Regions from separate parts of the Mus musculus genome. Here region 2 is linked to region 1. A link is a contact called in public HiChIP or PLAC-seq data. All regions are on one chromosome and are shown on one strand. The core of a region is the stretch at or near the end of the contact, and the rest is flanking DNA. Distances in the headings are between cores, read along the strand shown. Region 1 overlaps Raph1 (Ras association (RalGDS/AF-6) and pleckstrin homology domains 1). Region 2 has its middle 65 kb from the start of Cd28.

What was found. HiChIP or PLAC-seq counts read pairs in DNA pulled down with a chosen protein or histone mark.
Region 2: a contact with region 1 is called in a CTCF HiChIP or PLAC-seq map of CD8 T cells, with 5 read pairs. The contact joins two enhancer-like sites. A contact is called at or near these places in 1 of 15 datasets of contacts at CTCF or cohesin (CD8 T cells), 1 of 115 datasets of contacts at active chromatin or transcription factors (CD8 T cells) and 1 of 9 other capture datasets (liver).

Annotation. Positions count from the first base shown.
Region 1 is chr1:60,536,124-60,542,472 of GRCm38.p6, reverse strand. All of the region lies in intron 1 of Raph1 (Ras association (RalGDS/AF-6) and pleckstrin homology domains 1), which reads left to right. Among named protein-coding and RNA genes, the nearest start is that of Raph1, 27 kb to the left of the region's middle. Within about 2 kb of position 2,967, at least 24 of the 459 cell types and tissues checked have an H3K27ac peak or open chromatin away from gene starts, as enhancers often do. A contact at or near this core is called in CD8 T cells, where this site is marked.
Region 2 is chr1:60,678,613-60,684,961 of GRCm38.p6, reverse strand. No RefSeq gene overlaps it. Among named protein-coding and RNA genes, the nearest start is that of Cd28, 65 kb to the left of the region's middle. Within about 2 kb of position 3,596, at least 6 of the 459 cell types and tissues checked have an H3K27ac peak or open chromatin away from gene starts, as enhancers often do. A contact at or near this core is called in CD8 T cells, where this site is marked.

The DNA of each region.
Region 1 (6,349 bases), core at 1,718-4,217:
TATCTGTGGAGTAATTATTGTTCTCTTTGCATTAGATAAAATTAATTTTTAATCATCATCAGACTATGTCTAAAACGGTAATTGAATAAGCAGGAAAATAGTTTAGGAAGAGTAATATATATGCACATATAATTTTAAAACCACATGCTAAAGAATTATACAATAATTTTTCAGTATCCTTTGACTAGGTTGTATGTTTAGTTTAGTAAAATATGTTTAGTAGCCTATGTTTCATTTTAAGATTACTCTGGATTTTAAATAATCTACATATTGACTTTGTTTCTTGACTAAATTATAACTTCCTTCTTGACCCTATTTTTTTTGTCTTTTTTCCTTTCATTATTCTAATATAATTTCAAACTTATAGAAAAGTTTTGACATTGCAGACATTTCCCATACTTTCTTTACTCAAACCCACCTGTTGTTACATTTTGCCTGGTTATCATTTCTCTTTTTCCATCTCCACCCACACACTTCCCACTCACTACATGTACACACGTACACACTTTTCTCCTTCTGTCTCCTGAAAACAACTTTGCAGACATTTTGCTCCTTTACACAAAAATCTTTAAAATTTTTCTCCCTGTATATTTCTTACACTATTTTATATAAGGACATATGTGGTATAGTGTATATTCTACATTGAGTATATTGCCTCTGAGACCTCCCTCTCCTTCGCTTTCTTACCTTTTTCCTTCCCCTTTAATCTCTGTATTCCCTTGAACAGTTAAGCTTCTGCTCCCGTGGTTTTATATACTTAATGATTTTATATATTCAATGTAAATTAAAATCCAGAACCACATATGAGAAAACAAATGATATTTGTCTTTCTGAAAGACTGGCTTAATTTGCTTAGTCTGAGTATCTCCAGTTACATCCATTTTCATGCAAATCACATAACTTCATTGTTCTTTACAGATGAAGAAATTTGGTTGTGTTTATATGTCACATTTTCTTTATCAGTTCCTCTGTTCTTAGGCAGCTTGGTTGGTTTCATACTTAGCTATTCTAAATAGAGCTGCAATAAACAATTGGCATGCAAATGTCTACATGATGTTGATTTGACATCCTTTGGGTAAATACCTGCTGGGTCTATTTTTAGTTGTCTTAGACACTCCTTGGTGATTTCCTTAGTGGCTGAAGTGGTTGATGTTCTTATCAACACTGTTGAAGGGTTCTCTTAGTCCCCACCACCTGTTTATTGTTTGTTTTCTTAATGGCTGTCATTCTGACTAGAGTGAAATAGAATCTGAGTGTTTTAATTCACATTTCTCTGATAGCTAGTGAGATGATATTTGTCTTTCTGAAAGACTGGTTTAATTTGCTTAATCTGAGATGAACATTCTTTCATACATTTTTTTGACCATTTCTATTTCATTTTTGAGAACTATCCTTTCATTTAATTTAGCCCATTGTCAAATACGTTGATTTCATGTTTAGTTTTTGTTTTTGTCTTCCTTTAGTTATCTGTATACTCTAGATATCCTGTTAGTTGTATAACTAGCAAAGATTTCCTCCCAGTTTTGTAGGCAGTCTCTTTCTTTACTGTGCCGAGACTTGCTGACCTCATGAGTTCCCATTCGCTTTAGGATAGGATTCTTTAGTTCTTTGTTTAAGCACTCCTATAATCAAGATCAGAAAATATGACATGGATTCATTACTGTGATTTTGTTCACAATAGATAGTAAATTTTATCTCTCATCCTAATGTTGTCCTTTATATTTAACCTTTGTCTATTTTATGTAGATCTAGGTTCCTACCTAAAATCCAACATCACATTTAGCTGTGTGTTCGTTCCTCTTACAATTCCTCAGCCTTTATGATTTTGAAAGTTATACGCCAGTTAGTTTTTTAAAAGTTTCAGTGGTTTGACTACTTTTTGACAGGAATACTATAGAATAGTGACTTCTGACTCATGTAATGTTGGCTTGCCTCAACATTGTGATACAGTGATCACTTGGTTAAGGCAGTGTCTTCCCATGTGGAGAAGTACTCTGAGAATACGTAGTCTTATTAAATTTCCGTTCTCTAGCTCTAGTGTGTTGATGATTCCCTTCCTTGATTAAAACAATAAGTTACTTTCATTTCTTTAAAAATTCAGTGCTGCTGGGCGGTGGTGGCACACACCTTTAATGGCAGTGCTTGAGAGGCAGAGGCAGGCCAATCTCAAGTTGGAGGATAGCCTGGTCAGAGCAAATTCCAGGACAGCCACGCCTACTCAGAGAAACCCTGTCTCAAATAAACAACAAAAACAAAACAAAACAAAAAACCCTCAGTGTTTGCTTATGATAACTAGAAAATCATGATTTCTTTTCCTGTCATTTCATCTATATTAACTACTTGGCATTCTGTGATAAGAAAGAGTGTTTATATCAGTATGGTCCTCTTATCCTCCACATATGCACCATTGCACATTCACTTACATACAATAAATAGTAAAGTAAGAATGTAATAAGAACTAAGAACAGATGCATAGAATTGCTCTCACAAAACTTAGTGAATGTGTGGAACATAAATTTCAAAATTTTTTATTATTTACTTTTAAATATGTGTATTAGTGTTTTGCCTCTATATATGTTTGTGCACTGTGATTGTACTTGGTGTCTGTTGGAGGTCACAAGAGGGTGTTGGAGCCCCTGGAACTGGAGCATTATTGATAGTTGCAGTCTCCAAAATGGGTGCTAAGAATTAAACTTGGGTACTCTGCAAGAGCAACAAGTGCTTTTAACCGTTGAGATATATCTCTAGCCCAGAACATTTAAAAGAAAACATCTAAGGAAAGAAAAAAATTAAAACAATCTTTATATTTCTAAGGCTATTAAATTCCCATTTTTCATTTAAGCAGTTTACAAGTTTCAGGATTTAGATCACAGCGAAACTAAATGTCCCGTATTAAAAGAATACAATGTAGCTTAGGAGAGGAACCACATAAACATAGCAGACTCTAGCCTGTTCTATGAGTCAACAGCCTCTTGTCATCTCATTCTCCATCCACTTTATACTGTGTGGTTTCCTATTTCCTTCATTTTGGGGCCTTTCATCTTTTTGTGCTTTGCTAAATGTAATATTCTCTCTCTCTCTCTCTCTCTCTCTCTCTCTCTCTCTCTCTCTCTCTCTCTCTGGCATGGTTGTGCATGGGTGTGTATGTGCATGCGTTTTTTACTTTGTAACAGTTGTATCTTGCTTAGTTGGAGGCACTCCTTGAATGTGGAAGTCTTCACATTCTATTTAGAATTACTTTAGAATTACTTATATTACAGCAGTATAGGAGGTGTTTCATTTCAACAAGTCACTTTTTAATAAGAAAGCTAATAGAAAATAACTGAAAATGAACAAAAATTGTCTGAAGGAGTAAACATTTACGTTGTAATAGAAGAAAATACTTAGGTATGTTATTTTTTTAACCCAATGATACCTAATTTCTTTATAGTATACTACAATATTATTCTAGTTTGTGCTGCCTTTAACCTAATCACAGCTACATAAAAATGCATCACTTGATTTCTTAAAAGTATCTGAAGCCAACAGTCATTTATATTTTAATTGTCAAACTTTAGAGGATATAATACCCGGAGGGACTTTAAAATTTCTTACCTCCTTGACATTAGTTTTTAGTAGGTCATAGACAAGTCATTTATATACTGTAAGTGTGTTGTGGGAAAAGTTATCTTAGCAGTCAGGAGCTAAGGAATACCACAAAGTCACACTGCACAACAAACCTCACACAAGAGATTTATTGGGAAAGACACAAGAAGATGGATGCCTCTGCCCAGGTGAAAAGCAGCAGAGAACTGAACAGGAGGCAGGCTTTATATAGGGCTTCTTGAGGGTAGAGCTTACCAGGGGATCTCCGATTGGAGAGATACTGTGGCCTGATCTTAGGGGGCGTTGCTTTGTTTTGTTTTCTGTGGTAGTTGTGGGGGTTGGCAGGGGGTTCAAGCTTTGAGGAGCTTACATATACTGACTTTTAGGTGGCTAGAGAAACAGTTTCATAGTTATGAACACTTAATCCTCTTCCAGAGGAACTGAGTTCAGTTCCTAGCATCCGCATCAAGCAGCTCACAGCCATCCATAACTTCAGCTCCAGGGAAATTTGACTACCTCTTTTAGCCTCCAAGTAGTCCTCACATATGAATAAACTTGTGCAGACACAGATATACATGTAAATGAAAATAAAACAAATCTTGAAACAAATAAACAACATATACCCCCAGGTACTTTTGATATATATCACAGCTAGAACATTGTCTTACAGGATAAATGTCTAACTCAATGGTTCTTAACCACCGTCTGGGTTGCATATTAGATATGCTGCATATCAGATATTTACTTTTTAATTCAGAATGGTAGCAAAATTAAAGGTATGAAGTAGCAAAGAAATAATTCTGTGGTTGGGGGTCACCACAATGTGAGGAACTGTATTAAAGGTCTCTGCATTAGGAAGGTTGAGAACCACTGGTCTAACTCTTTCGAATGGTATGTAGTTCTGCAGTTCCCTTGTCTCCAGCCTCCTCTTCTTCCATGAGTTTATACTTCACCTCAAGAACACTAAGCCACTTAGAATTCCCAGCATCCTTACTTTCTGATACCTTTATGCTCTTACACATAGTGATTCCTCTGCCTAAAACATTCGTATCCATCTCTCCCTTGTACATTGTCCTGTCTCACTGAAGTATCATCCCTTTCCTTTTTCCTTCTCAAACTGAGTTAAACTATACTCAACATACGTAGCCTTATACATAGCACTCACCAGTGTTTTTCTTTGCTGGTTTCTTGTCCTCCTACTAGGTATATATACTTGAGATTAAACTTCATTGTGTCCATCTGTTTCTCCAGTGTCTGGCACATAGAAAATATAGCATAAATATTAAAGGAAGTAGAAACTTCTCATGTGATTTTGGCACACTGAACATATTAGACCCAAGAGTAACCCTACTCTACTATTTTCTGAGGTTCAGATTTTTGTTTTCTTGTTTGTTGTTTGTTTTATTTGGCCAGCTGTTTTTATTGAAATATTTTTCTATTGTTGCATCTTGACTAGGTGAGGATTCCACTGCATGACTGCTGCTTCCATCTATGATGTCATGAAGGTGGCAGCTCACTGATTGTGTGTGCAGGGCGCAGGATCTTAACAGTTCCAGAACGTTTTCTAGATAAAGACTGGTTTCAGACAGTGCTGCCAGTCTCATCAAGAGTGATACTTCCACTGTGGTTAATGTTTTTCTGCTTCCCTCTGTGTCTGTGGCTCCTTGGGGGCTTTAATGATCCATGCAGGAGCTACAGCTTCGTCTGTCAGTTCTGAATGGTCAGTTTCACTATTATCCTGAGATCTTTCTAATCACTGGTTGCCTCCACATTGTCACCATCAACTTTTCTGGAGACAAACCCATCAGACTGAACTTGGGGGCCAATGCAGGTGTGGCTCAGACCTCAACTCCTGTGTACCTCAGGTACTAGGGTCAAACTTGAGAAGCTGGTGCCATATGAACTGACAGAAGTCACTGCAGCCTCCTCTGAGCCAAAACTCAAAAGCTTTCTGAGATTTTTAATGCGGTTTTAAATATAGAATATATAATTTTTTTTAAAAAGGCATTTTTTTTAATTAAAGGGACAAAAAACTAATGAGTAAGACACCATGACCGTGCATCATGAGTTTTTCTCATGACTTCATAAGCTATGACTTGTGTAAATTGTGTTTCCTCCTAGGTCTTCAATTTCCTTATATATAATTATCTCTACCTAGTATTTAGAATTCCTTTCCAGTGGTCTTTCCCTTCTTGATACAGTCACTGTGTTCTCTGAATAAAAACCAGTATGTACCTTTCCCCTTTGTCCCATGTTAGGAGGAGTGACATGCATCTGTTTCCCAGGGCCTGTAAGACCCGAGTTGAGCTTGCCTCAGCCTTCTCTTGTCGGTTTTCCCTGCCTCTCATCCGTCCCTCCTCTCCCTCACCTTGCTCACTCTCGCCTCACTTCCTTACAGTGCGTTCTGCCTAGAATATACTTATCCAGAGTCTTAATCCCTAAGAAGTCCACCCTTTTGGATAACCACAATTCCCTCTGCTCTCAAAGAACAACTTGAATAATAAATCAGACTCCCAAACGCAGAAGGTGAATAGGGGAAATGGGCATGAATAATTAGTTTCATAGAAAATTTAGCAAGCATAATATTGCTCCATACTAAGCTATACTTAAGGGATAGTTACATTGTGTACAGTTGAGTTTACCATATATACTATCATTTCTGACCCTTAATAATTGAGCATAATTATTTACTGCCTAACATATAACAATGGTAGATTACTAGGATTCCCCCCCACCCCCACCCCGCCGCCTTAATGGGACTGGC
Region 2 (6,349 bases), core at 2,347-4,846, 140 kb before region 1:
TTCCCCACAATGGTTTCCATAACCTTGTTCCTGTTCCACCTTTCTTTCCCATGGCCTATATTTTGCTTCTCAAAAAAAAAAAAAATCCAGAATTTAATAAATAAAAGAGGTGTCAGTATTTAGAGAGACAGTTACCTGTATTGTCTGTTTAAGTACTGAAGATACTTCATCAACAAGAAACAAAACTTTTACGCGCTTGCTGGGTATGCTGTGTGCACCTGTGTGCATGAGAGTGCGCTGTGAAGGACAATGTGCGCGTGCATGAGAATGCGCGTGAAGGATAACGTTCGCGTGCATGAGAACGCAAGCGGAGGACATCGTCCAGTGTTGTTCCTCAAACACCATCCACCTTTTTATTTTTGAAACAGGTTCTCTCACTGGCCTGAAACTTGCCAAGTAGGATAGGCTAGCTGACCAGCAAGCCCCAGGGAACCACCCACTGGTCTCCTCTCTTCTGCACTGGGATTACAAGACACAGCGTTCAGATTTTGCTTTTTCTTTTTTATTTGAGTTCTGGGATCAAACGCAGGTATTCCTGATTGCTTGTCAAACACGCTTGTCAAGTGGACCATCTCAGCTATCTCCCCAATCCTTTTAAGCCGTCCCTCATCAGGGCTCCCATATTAAAGCTGTTTTCCTTGAAGTATTTTGAGAACATCAAACGGTTCCAAAGAAAACTGACTTCATTCTGAACCCCAGGTCAGACTTGGAAGGTTTCTTTATTAGTATGATGTTCTAGAACCTCTGGTGGAATGCATCCTGCACCCCTTGGATGGAAATACAGAGACAGTGGTCCCACCTCCCACCCCCGACTGCCCCGCTGACCGGATGCCATCTTGAACTAAGGACCCTTCACAGAACATGACCCAAATGGCCAGATCACCAGTCAGAGATCAAAGCAGCTCTGCTTTGGAGCTTTCAATTCCTCAGCCTGTCCTTTCAAACAGTGGCTTTCTATGCCAGGGCAGAGGGAAGAGAGGCCAGGAGTGGGCAGGGTTGGGGGTGGCCACTCTTCCTGCCAAGAGGACATGAAAGCAACTCAAGAATGTTTGTTACAGCCTGTTCGTTCTTAGATTTTTCATCCACACATTTAGCTTCTCCAGACAAAAATTAATGATACATTGCTCAGATATTTTGGTATAGCATTTTTAAAAGCAAACTCTAGGGGGTTGGAACTACCTTAAAACCAATAGAGGAATTAGGAACCTAAATTTAAAAAACAAAAACAAAAGAAATTTAAAATCCCTTATTAAACCAATTGAAAATAAATTTTACTTAAGACTTTTTATTTATTTTTATTTAAAATTGACTGGGAGAGGCCAGGGGAGGGGGAGGGACTGGGCAGATGGTTCAGCGGTTAAGAGCACTAGCTGCTCTTTCAAAGGACCTGGGTTCAATTCCCAACACCCAGATGGCTGCTCACTTGTTTGTAACTCTAGTTCCAGGGCTTCTGACACCCTTGCATAGACTTACAGGTGGGCAAAATGCCATTGCACATAAAATACAAATAAATTATAAAAAAATAAAATTGATTTTTATACAATATATTCTAATTATAGTTTCCCCTCATCTCTTCCCAGATCCTCCCACCACCTCCCCCACTTACCCAACTCCGTGTTCTCTCTCTCTCTCTCTCTCCCTCTCTCTCTCTCTCTCTCTCTCTCTCTCTAGCAAACAGACAAATAAACAAAAAAAAAAACAGAAAAAGAAAACAAAACAAGGAAAAGCCTGAGAAATACACACCGAGACACATGTCCCCATAGAAAACCCAAACGACATAGAATCGTTCCTGTGGGCACAGTGGAGACCGTTACACGCTATGATTCATGTTCTCCCTCCTCTCCTGCAAGCATTTCTTATTCTATCCTCACCCCTGTCCATCTATCTCTACATACAAAGTCATGTAAATGTTTTCTCTTAGCCTTCAGTTATTCATTTCTTTTCTTTTCTTCAGAATCTCTTTGAATCTACTCCACTCCCTCTACCTGATTAATCCCAACTTAGCCCTTGAACTTTGGCTTCAAACTCTATAACTGTATACAGACTACTTAGCCATCGGATCCATGTTCTCTTTGGGGCCAGGGAGCCAAACCACCAGATGGGCAGGCCTGGAGCAAGACAGGGCCTGAGGCATGTCCAAACCCAGAAAATCTCATTTTGAGATTAGAAGTAGGATGGCTTCCTGCCATGGGCCTGCATGTCCTGGGGTACCCTTGCCACACCAGAGGAGGTCACATTGCCTGAAGCCAGGTTAAACTTTCCTTCTCCTTATAAGGTCAGGTACGGCAGCACCTGGAATTCCTCTTCATACAAATGAAGAATCCCCAGCAGCCTGGCCAGTGATGTACAACACACACCAATAGCCCCTACTCTCGCCCCTCAAAGGTTTAAATAGCCTTTGTTCTCCCCAAAAAATGAAACCAGTTCTCTGAAGCTGCTGGCAGTTTTGCAGGTTCTTTACCTGCGTTTTCACCATCCGCCCAGCTAAGCAGCTCTCCCTCCAGTCCAGCCTGGTGCACAATGGGACTGGGTACCTGGGGGAGGAGGAGAGGGGAGGTGCTGGAGCGGGGACGAGACTCGGAAGTGAGACTACGGAAGTGCTCTTCTACTACTCAATTCCATCAACCTGTCTTCCTATCTCAAAGGATCCTCATCATATTCTCACGATCTTCCTGAGCTATTCTACTGCCGCCAATCTCAGGGTGAGGTTTCTAGAGTTTGGACACACCTCAGAAGATTTCTCACCTTCTATCTAATTCTGGTGTCCCCTTATCTCACCGACCCTCTTGAAGGTTCCTCTTTCCTAGCACCTAAGACACTGTGCCTTGATCTACCAGTGGGCTTTTCATTCCGAGTCTTGTTCCTTAGAAGTTCTTTTGGACACGTAAACTTTGTATGCCCCAGTACAGGGGAACGCCAGGGCCAAAAAGGGGGAGTGGGTGGGTAGGGGAGTGGGGGTGGGTGGGTATGGGGGACTTTTGGTATAGCATTGGAAATGTAAATGAGCTAAATACCTAATAAAAAATGGAAAAAAAAAAGTTCTTTTGGAAGCGAAAGGTCCCTAAACATGCTAGCTGTGGGTCGAGACTGCTACCGATCTCTAACTACATACATCACAAACTCAAGCTTCGTATCAAGCTGTTCCTCTCTCCTGGTTCAGGAGGGAATCTAGAGGTCATCTGAAGCTACCTCTCCTTTCCCAGCTCATGCAATGTGTACAGTGCTCTTATACATTCTCGGTATCACCGTTGTTCCAAGCCCAGTACTACATTGTCTCTTCCCTTCCTGACCTCCAAAAAAACCAAGTGTAATGCTTCCAAAGTAGCCTTGAAAACACTGGTCCTTGTGGTGTCACTCCTGCTGATCTTGAGTTTGTGTGTGTGCATCTCACATGTTTGGGGGTCAGCTGGCTGTCAGGGATTAGGATGGCCTTGGATCTTCTCCACACATCTGCCATGCATCTGCATAGAGTTAGCCTAAATGTGTTCCACAGCAAGAAAGAAATGAAAAGAGAACACGATTCAGTCATGCCAGTAGGTTAAGGAAATTCATGTGGTTTTCGAGCTCCTGCCTGCATCACACTTGGTAAGGTTCTGTGAGCCAAAGCAAAGAAGTGAGCCCAGAGTCAGAACAGGAAGGCGCTAGGCAGGCCCAGCACAGAGGCTGCAGGAACACAGAAAGGTCACTAATAGAGTCATTCTGCATAATGTCCTAAAGGTGCTTGCATTCTGTACTTATACACACCATCGTTCTACACTAATAAAAGTATTGTTGTTGGCTTTAAAAGGCTAAAGATAAAAGACAGATCTGGTTTAACACAGGCTGTCCTCAAACTTACCATTCACTTGAGAATGGCCTTGAATTCCTGACCCTCTTGTGTCCACTCCCAAGTTCTGGAATTATAAGCATGCACCAACCATCACGCCTGGCCATATGCTGTCAATCATACTGATTATAAACTCTAGAGTATAGGAACTGTATTTTATTCTTACTATATCTCCTACAGACATTAGCCAAATAATACACACAAAGTAGACACCAACAAATTTTATAGCATATCTCTAAATCCCATGTTTATAAATTATTATTATGTGTTATGTATATTACATATAATAATTCATTATATGCTGCAGCTCTGCATTTTCTAAATTCTTTTCAAGTATACTTATATACTAAGCATGTCACTATATATGCTTAGTATCTGCTGTGCAAAATAATATTTCTTACTCACTGCCTAAACAACCCTTTCTTAAAACCAAGCCAAGTAATTCTCATGTTCAAAAGGATAGTAAAAATAATTTCCTGCCACTAAATTTTGCACATTTCAAACTGGCCTTGTTCCTCCTGAAAGGGGATCTCAATTTTGTCTGATTTTCTTCTCTGTCCTCTCCTCTGTATCCTCCTCTGTAGTGAGAATTTTGGTATCTATAAAAACACAGAAATGTTATGGGAATATGTTTTTGCCTTAATCCCAGTTGTGGGATATGGGGTTGCTTCAGATTTTCCTCAGCAGGTGACTATGACTGCCTCATGTTCTAGCAGGACTGTGATTTTGCTAGCTGCAGATGGTTTCTGCAAGTGTACAACATTCGAAATTCTAGGTACTCCTGAGAGGATATAAAAATGCTGGAGCCCTGAGAGGGGCTGTGGTGACTGCTGCTCCTCCTGCACCTACTGTTGCTGGGTGCTGGGTGCTGGTTGGAGATTTCCTGACAAGGAAGATCAAATTTGCCCCAAGGAACGCGATGCCCCTAATCAGCAGGAAGTAGTCTAACAAGACCGAAACCCCCTTTCCCCTCTAGCCTTCTCTCTCTCCTACCTAGCGTTGGGGGTTAGAAGGGACTGGGGTGGAGAAGGCTGGTCAGAAAAACCCATAAAGTAGCCAAAAGTCAGGCTGCATGCCTCACTTAAGGAGCAGCCATCAGAACTGTCCTTCAGATCTCAGGGGAAATGCCATGGTCTGGTTTAAAGCTCCCTAAATGTCATCATAGCCCCAGACATTAAGTAAGTTGAACTGAGACAACTTGTCACCACACACTGAAAACCAAGCCTTCTGCATCTCTGCTCTGTGCGTATCCTTTTTTCCTGTGCTCCCATGCCACCCGGGCATCTCACCTAGAAACCCCACCCAAAGAGACAGCCTATCTAGGAGCACCAGAATAGTCCCCTTCAGCTCTTTCTTTCACACTCCACATTTGGTCCAGCATCAATCCATGTCAATTCTTTGACCACTTCTCTTCATTCCCATTTTACTATCCTGGTCCAGACCACCACTCTTTTGCACTTGGACTATGAGAATAGCTTCCTACACATTCTCCTCCCATCTTGTCTTCTGCATTAGAGTCCAAGTACAAACCCAACTATCAAAAATCTACTCAGGTGGTCTGCCTGGAACAACCTGCAAAGATGAGTTACATGGGCCCCATTGCCAAGCTCTGGGCTCGCTCTTCCATTCCAAGGAGCCTTGAGAGACCCCAGGAGTGTCTTGCTTCCACGTGGAAATTTTCAGGGGTCCCAAAACTAACCAACTTGGAATCTTGTTCCACCAATCCCATCCCACTTGGATCTGCCCACTATCCCAGTTGGGTCTACCTGGGACACAGCCTGCAGAGCAGGCATCTGCCTGAGGCACAGCTATCAGAGTCAGGTACTATGACCTCCATTGTCTGCCCCATAGTTTCCCCCCGCGCCCCCACTTCCTGAGAAATCCTGCTCTCATCAGGATCATACAGCCAACACCAGGGAAAACCAGATTCCTAAAGGACAGTTTCAGAACACAATCAATAAGACCCAGGAGACTATGATACCACCAGAGTCCAGCTGTCCTCCTACAACAAACCCTGGATACCCTAATGAAACAAGTACAAGAAGAGGATCTTAAATGTAATTTTATAAAGATGACAGAAGCCTTTAAAGAGGACATGAGTAAATCTCTTAAGGAAATACAGGAAAATACATTCAAACAGGTAGAGACATTAAAAAGTAAGCAACTAAGTATAAAGATACAGAAAAATACAATCAAACAGGTGAAGGATATGAATAAAACTGTCCACAACCTGAAAAGGGAAATAGAAGCAATAAAGAAAACACAACCTGAGGCAATCTGGAGATATAAAACCTAGGAAAGAGAGCAGGAGATAAAGGCATAAGTATCACAAACAGAATACAGGCGATAGAGACTCTCAAGTATAGAAGATACAATAGAAGAAATTAATATGTCAGTCAAAGAAAATGCAAAATCTGAAAATTACATGACATAAAACATCCAGAAAATTTGGGACAGTGTGAAAAGACCAAACCTAAGAATAACAGGAATAGAAGAAGGAGAATATTTGCAGCTCAAAGGCCG